2 separate regions of the Columba livia genome follow, and region 2 is linked to region 1. A link is a contact called in public Hi-C data. All regions are on one chromosome and are shown on one strand. Each heading gives the region's core, a stretch centred on a gene start, on an enhancer-like site or on the middle of the called end of the contact. The rest is flanking DNA. Distances are from core to core; before and after follow the strand shown. Region 1 overlaps ST3GAL6 (ST3 beta-galactoside alpha-2,3-sialyltransferase 6). Region 2 holds the start of CPOX (coproporphyrinogen oxidase).

The links. A called contact is a pair of places that touch in the nucleus more often than the background predicts.
Region 2: a contact with region 1 is called in a Hi-C map of crop, with 2.1 times the contacts expected there. The contact joins the promoter of CPOX here to the enhancer-like site in region 1. A contact is called at or near these places in 2 of 2 Hi-C or Micro-C datasets (crop and liver).

Annotation. Positions count from the first base shown.
Region 1 is chr1:73,218,044-73,221,942 of bColLiv1.pat.W.v2, forward strand. ST3GAL6 (ST3 beta-galactoside alpha-2,3-sialyltransferase 6) reads right to left here. Exons shown (of 12, transcript XM_065062518.1): 9 at 1,768-1,954; 10 at 215-352. Among named protein-coding and RNA genes, the nearest start is that of ST3GAL6, 35 kb to the right of the region's middle. Within about 2 kb of position 1,943, at least 1 of the 3 cell types and tissues checked has an H3K27ac peak away from gene starts, as active enhancers do.
Region 2 is chr1:73,297,195-73,301,093 of bColLiv1.pat.W.v2, forward strand. CPOX (coproporphyrinogen oxidase) reads left to right here and starts at 1,907. Exons shown (of 7, transcript XM_065062616.1): 1 at 1,907-2,382; 2 at 2,469-2,612; 3 at 3,572-3,682. The coding sequence starts at 1,941.

The DNA.
Region 1 (3,899 bases), core at 693-3,192:
ATTACAGAATCCATAAAAAGAGATTTTTGGCATACAAGGCTATCCACTCTCCGGATTTCATTTTCCCATCATTTTTTAGGATCATCTGAATGCAAACTAATGCAATGTGAACCTAAAAGTTGTTCCAACATAGTCTACTATAATGAAGAGATAATTACCTCTAAGTACACATTTGGTTGCATGAAACTGAAAGGTACAGAAGAAAAAAGCCTACCTCCTTTTTGGGAAACCTTGTTGGGAAACGAAGCCATTCATATGCTGTTTTTCTGGTGATACTGGGATCAAGAATTCTGATTTGACTGGATTTGTATATCATATTCAGGGCTGGTTTCTTCCAAAAGCCTTTAGCACTCTGTAACCAGCAAGAAAATAGACATTTTTTTAAACAATTATAAACAGCTGGGTTTGTAGCAACTCTAACCAGAGTAAAATCCAAGAGCAGGAGGGTTGAGGAAGAAGCGTTAAACCTCCCAAAGTTCAAATGAACATGTGCCAAATTGTGCTCCTGCAAGAGGATAACCCACTGCAGCAGCAGAGGTTGGGGCTGGCTGGCTGGCAAGCAGCTTTGCAGAAATATTCCTGATGGACAACACAGACCAGCAGTGGGCCCTGAAGGCAGTAAACACTGTGTGCTTGGCCACAATAATAACAGCATAGAGAACAGGCAGGCAGAAGTTACTCTGTCAAGTCACAAAATCACAGACTGGTTGGGTTTGGAAGGGACCTCTGGAGATCATTTAGTCCAACACACCTGCTAAAGCAGGTTCACCCAGAGCAGATCGCACAGGAATGTGTCCAGGCAGGTTCTGAATGTCTGCACAGAGAAGGAGACTCCACAACCTCTCTGGGCAGCCTGTTCCAGTGCTCTGGCACCCTCAAAGTAAAGAAGTTTCTCATATTCTGATGGATCCTCCTCATATTCAGATGGATCCTCCTGTGCTTCAGTCTGTGCTCATTGCCCCTCATCCTATCATCGTTGGGCACCACTGAAAAGTCTGGTACCATCCCCTTGATGGGACATTCTTAAGTACTTTGTACCTTTCTGCGACCTCACAAATGCTGTTTTGGGCTACCACCTGTGCAAGAGAGAGCGATGAACTGGGGCAAGTTCAGCAGGCAGCCACTAAAATATCTGAGTGGCCACAGCACAGAGCAAACAAGAAGGGTCTGAAGAGGCTGGATTTGTTCAGCCCATCTACAACTATGTGGTAGGGGGTTACAAAAAGTGACAGGATGACACCCTTCTCAGAAGTACACAGTGAAAGGATAAGGAGAAATTTTTCGTGTGAGGGTGCTGCAGCACTGAAACAGAGCTTGTAGAAATATCCTTGGAAATACTCAGAACTTACCTGGATGATGCCCTAAGAACCTGGCATGGCTTTGAACTTGGTCATACTTTCCTTCAACAAGGTATTGGACTAAAGACCTCCAGAGAGAGGCCCCTTCCAACATTATTCTGCAATTCCACCAAGTGGTCAGGATAAAATAATGTGGGAAATGGCTGGAGCATGCATGTCAGAATATGAAACAGCACTAGGAAGAGGATAAACTGGCATTTCCAAGAGGAAAACTGCTTTGGGGCAAGGAACTGATCAATTGTGTGAGAAAGAGGACAAAAGCACTTACAGGAAAGGGATATTGAGCAGACTGACTAGGAGATACAGTGCTCCCCCCAGCTAGGACGACTAAGGTTAAAAGCAAACCAGGAATTTTCACATAAGCGGTGTGTGGGGAGCTGAGCCAAAGTGCATGAATAATTAAACTCACTATTTTCTGACCACTTAGTATCTCCCAAAGCCACTTCAAGTCACGTGGTTTGAAGACGATGAGAACAACAGTCGTATTAGGGTCATAGTGGATCGGATCCGAAAAGATGGATTCCGGGTAAGAAAGGCGGAAAGTCGTCCTCCTTCCAACATCATCTTCGTACCCTATAACAGGGCCATTATTCATTCTACAGAGGACAGAGACACAGAGACAGCCATGACCACTCCACCCATGTCCTTCCTGTGCGGCGGCTGGCACACACACCAACCTGTCTGTGGGACAGAGAGTGCATCCAGGAACAGGAGCGTTTAGTGGCCCAGCATTTACTTATCACGTTACATGGTAGACGAGCAATTATCATGTGCACTCGCCCTCTAACTCCGAGGGATCAAGCACATATGGGACACTGGCCAAGGCGGTTTAGAATACAATCACACGATTGCTAATCATGAGTCACTTGAGCAGAAGGCTTTTTGATTTGGCTCAAACACAGAAACTGGAGAAGACCGAAGAGAATAACCATCTTGGAGAATTACCCATTGCTCCATTCACGCTACTAGATGATCCAAGTCACACAGGAGCCAATTCAATAATGTTACAATATTCTTTACTGTCTAGAGCATATAGGAACAGGCATTATGACTGTGTACCTGATACTGATACGTCTTTGCTTTTATTTGTGGATTTTTGGATGTTGAGTTTTTTTGTGGGTTTGTTTGGTTTTGTTTGTTTGGTTTCCTTTTTAAAAAAATTACTTCCACAGCTGGTGGGTCAGGTCTCTCTGCTCTAAGGTGCTAGAAGGGCTGTGTTTAAGTCTCCATCTTGCAGTTTTTGCTTGGTGAGCGTGTTGCATATTCTTTGGAGAACTCAGGCAGTCTCTGTATGCTCCATTCCTGCCAATGCGACTGACCAGAATAGGAGGCACACTGCTAAGTCAAGTGTTTGCAAAACGAGGTAGGCAGAGATAGAAATATTTCGAAGTTTTGTCAGAAGTCATCATTAAATACAAATGCAACTACCAACTCTTTGTTCATTCACAGTAAACAACTGTGCACTATATTTCTGAAACAGTTCTAATTTAGAGCTGTTTTTAAATGTGGGACACCAGTCAACATAAAAAATTCATTTTAAGAAGAGTAAATAGATCTACATGGAGCCCAAATACTTGAAATAGCTTAAAAATAAACCATGGAACTTCCTTGAGTCATTATCCTACAATGACAATAAGTGCAAGGTGGGTTTTTTTGTAAAGCACAAGTTGACAGGCAAGTAAAGTTTCCTAAGAACATGAATATTATCTGGTTCACTTTCTATAGTTTTAAGCTTATAAGAGGAGCTACAACTGAAGAATTGCATGTATTCATTTCCACCTTATCAGTATTTTTGCAAATGCATATCAAACTCCAGGCTTTGCATACACCTTCTTATGGTAGTGCTTGAAGACTGAAAAACTATTACTAAAACGAGCATTAGGACTGATAGCAAAGTAACAAAAATTAGACTTTGTTCAATGTTCAACACAATGTTCAGCAAGGGGCACACTCAGGGCTCCAAGATGTCACAGGCTTTGACCCATCCCCAACAGCAGCATCTTGCACACGTGTTACCTGTACACAAGGCAGGTGGACCACCCAGTGATCCTTCCTCTCCCAGATCAGTCTGATCCATTTTTTCCTAAATTTTTTAAATGAAGACTGTGACAGAGTAACTAAGTTTGGAAGAGGCTGCCCAGGGAAGTGGTGGAGTCACCATCCCTGGAGGTGTTTAAAAGACACGTTGAATCATAGAATCGCTTCTGTTGGAAGAGACCCTCAGGATCACTGAGTACAACCATACCCTAACCTAACTCTGCCACTAAATCATATCCCTAAGAACCTCATCTAAACGCCTTTTAAACATGTTCAGGGATGGTGACTCCACCACTTTGCTGGGCAGCCTGTTCCAATGCCTGACAACCTCTCCTGTGAAGAATTTGTTCCTAATTTTTTCCTAATATCCAATCTGAACCTTCCCTGGCACCACTTGAGGCCATTTCCTCTTGTCCTATCACTTGCTACTTGGGAGAAGAGACCAACACCCTCCATGCTACAACCTCCTCTCAGGTAGTTGCAGACAGCGATCAGGTCTCCCCT
Region 2 (3,899 bases), core at 657-3,156, 79 kb after region 1:
TGCATCCCATCTGGACCCATGGATTTATGGATGTCCAGATTGCCTAACTGCTCCCTAACAATGTAGAAAAAAAATATGCAATGCTTATCAGCATTAATGCATTTATTTTTTCCATTATAGTAGTGTCTAAGAAACTCACTGAAATAGCAGAGCTTTCTATAGTGAGTAGCATTGAAGTGCACAACGCACACTGGTTATAATGAAAATATTTCGGTAAATCCAGTAGATGCAATTCAAGAAGAAACTGAGCTATCACAGCCAACCCTGGATAAAGAACTGTGGAAAGAGCTGCGTAGTGCAGCCAAATTAAGCAGGCTTACCACAGCCACTAAGATGGTAGTGCCCTTCTCCCTCAGCCACAGATCTCTCATGCAAACAACTACATGCTCCTTCCCTCACTACTGTCACCAGTGACCCAGGTCTCCTGGCTCATCAGGGATCCTGTCCTCCAGCTGATGGCAGAAGAGAATCCAGCTCACAGGTTGCCTGCCCTTCTTAATTGCAGAGTTTCGGCAGCTTCACAGCATCCTCTGCTGCCAAAGAGCAGTATTAGAACAGAAATGAGGAAATGGACTAAACCTTTGAGTGAAAGTTACTGCTTTACACAGACCTCCCTTCCCCCAAATTACCCTACAATGACCAGAGACAGACAATGAAGCCCTGATCCATATTTGGGACAAATCTTGCCTTCCATGGAACCACCCTTGAAACTGATCTCCTCTTGGGTACTGTAGGTGCAAAACAGTCCTAAAATGCTAGAAGCTCACTGTTTCCAAAGCACAGTCCCGTACCAAAGTACAAACCTTGCACAGCTGGGCTTCAGAGGTAGCTGTTATTTTTATCATCCTAATGCTCATACAGGCCCTTAACCAATGAGGAGTTTAATAAACGTCTTTACTTATTGGAAAATACGAACATGCTTATAAAAAAAAAAATCGTAAACCAGCTGTTTGATTTAAAAGCAAATTCTCATAGCTCGGCTCAGCACAGCACCATCATCAATGACTACAGGGTGATGCGTTTGCTCGGGGAAAATTGTTGTTTTATTTGTTTGCTAAAGCCTTTTGTCATTGTGTTAGCTGGTTTGTTGTACTGTCCCACTGTTGATACAGCTGATGTCGAGGCAGTTGAGGAAACAGATAATCAGTTTAACAGATCTGGTGCCAACACCAGCACCAAGAAAATCAAACTCTGAACTGTAAGTTGGTGCTGTGCAGTACCTTTCAACATCTGGCTCTACATAACCCTTCTCCTTATTACTCTGAATTCTTATTTTACTAGGGAACAAACAAACAAATACACACAGTGCTTTAACTTTGGAAAGAGCAAAGAAGGCATAAGCATGTGCCCTCTCAAATCCATGGGAAACACTTCCATTGCACTAAACTGGCAGTACCACAAACTGGTCAGATTCTAAAAAAAATCATTACTGCAAGTATAAAACCAGCAATGCCGTACACAGGTGAGCAATTCCACTTGGTTCACAGGACAGCTCAAGAAAATACACCCTTACTCCTACTTCAGCCATGTCTGGCCCTGTACAAGCCTTTTATTCACATGATTCCGCAGTCTCAAGCAGCTGCATTGACGAAACCGGGTTATTTGACACTAGTGCGCAGAAATGTTTTACGGGCGCAAGGACAGCAGCCCCCTCTCCCAAAGCCGCACCGGCCGGGCTGCGACGCCCGAGCCTTCCCCCCGCCGCTGCCTCTCCCGGCCGCAGCATCCACAGGGGGCGGGCAGCCCGGTGCCACCCCAGCTCCGGGGACCGGCAGTCGGCCCCGGGGCACCCAGCTGGGACAGCCCCTCCTGTACAGACACATATACATCTACATACACATATTTATACACCGCGCGGACGGCATGGCCCCGCCTCGGCCCCCGCTCCGCCCGGCCCGGTCGCGGCCCGCCCCGCCGGCAGTGCGGCGCTGGTGTCCGTCATGGCGGCAGCCGCTCAGCTGTTCCGCGGGGCCACCCGCGCCGCCTGCGGCTCGCCCGCCCTGGCCCTGGCCCTGGCCGCCGCGGCGGGCCGGCGAGCGCTGGGCTCCGCACCTCCGGGACTGGAGGCGGGCCAGGGCTGGCGGCGGGCGGCGCTGGCGGCCGCGGGGTCGCTGGGCGGGCTGGGGCTGGGACTGTGGCGGCGGCAGCAGGCCGCGATGGCGGCGTCCGAGAAGGACGAGGATGAGAAGGAGGAAGAAGAGCTGCGGCAAAGGTTCATGGCGCCGCCGGTGAGCGGGCTGCGGGAGCTGCGGCGGCGGCGGCGGGAGCTGCGGAGCCGCATGGAGCTGCTCATCATGGAGACGCAGGGGGAGATGTGCCGCGCCCTGGCCGCGCTGGACCCGGGCGCCTCCTTCGCCGTCGACACCTGGGAGAGGAAGGAAGGTACGGGGGGGGCCGCGGGGGTCACCCCGGGCTCGGGCACCCCGGGGGGCGGTAGCTCCGGCGCGGGGTGACCCTGGCGTTGGCAGGCGGAGGCGGCATCAGCTGCGTGCTGCAGGACGGCGAGGTCTTCGAGAAGGCGGGTGTGAACGTGTCCGTCGTGTTCGGGATCCTGTCCGAGGAGGCAGCGCGGCAGATGAGAAGCCGGGGGAAGTCTCTGAAGGCCAAAGACGGTAAGGGGTCCGGCGGGGAGGTGGGTGGAGGGACAGGATGCATTCACCCGAGAGTATTCCCCTGCGTGTACTGACATCAGAGTCTGGCCTTTGAGCAGAAGGTGAGGAATGGCAGCCTGATCAACGCTCAAGGGAAGATTTCATTTGTATCGTGGTGGTTTACAACCAGGCAGCTTGGCAGGTGGACTCTCATACCTCTAAAAATCTAGGTATCGGTGTTCTCCTGCTCTCTTGCTGCTTTAAGCAATGTACTGTAGCCACAGGTTATTTCTCAATGACAGTTTGACTCAGCAGTGAAACAGCACAGGAGTTATATACCAAAAGGGTGGACAGAGAAAACCAGAAAGACCTGAAGGCCAAAGATGAGATTGGACTAGATAATCTTTCAAGGTCCCTTCCAATCCCTAACATTCTGTGATTCTGTGACTATTCAAACCACATGTGTGTAGCAAAGGATAACTGTGAGGACTGGGGGTGGTGGGAAGCCTTAGCAGTGCCTTGTGTTTTAAGCGATCATCATCTAGTGGGTGCTCATGTCAGGCTAGACATGAGAAATAAATTTTTGACAATGAGGGTAGTGAAACACTGGCACAGGTTGCCCAGCAAGGCAGTGGATGCCCCGTGCCTGGAGACATTCCAGGCCAGGCTGGACGGGGCTCTGAGCAACCTGATGTAGCTGAAGATGTCCCTGCTCATTGCAGGGGGGTTGGACTAGATGAGCTCTGAAGGTCTCTTCCAACCCAAACTATTCTATGATTCTATGTTGTTGCATTTTATGACAAATACCAAAAAAAGCATTTAGTTAGGTGCAAAGAAGTGTGTGGATGAGAAGCAGATTGCAAATTGGTTAATAATTATGGTGACCCAACACGAGAAATTTTCTTGTAGCAGAACAATAGCTTGGAACCTAAGGAAGTTATTCGAAAAACTGAAGGTTTTCTATGCATCTCTTTATCTAGGGAAACTGCCTTTTTGTGCCATGGGTGTGAGCTCTGTTATCCATCCAAAGAACCCTCATGTTCCAACCATGCACTTCAACTACAGATACTTTGAAATTGAAGAAGCAGACGGTAAGAATTTTAATCCAATGAAGTACATATGAAATGTGTGACTCCACGTGAAGGAAGCATGAATATGTGGTGAGAGTAAGAGGTTAAGAACCAGCCCAGGCTTGTTCCCAGCAGTGCCAAGAGTCTGTTGTGTAGCACTCGATGTCTTAACCTCTGGGCCTTCCATTGTCCATTTGTAAAGTCAGTGTGATGTGTGCATCTGGTACAGTAACGCTGT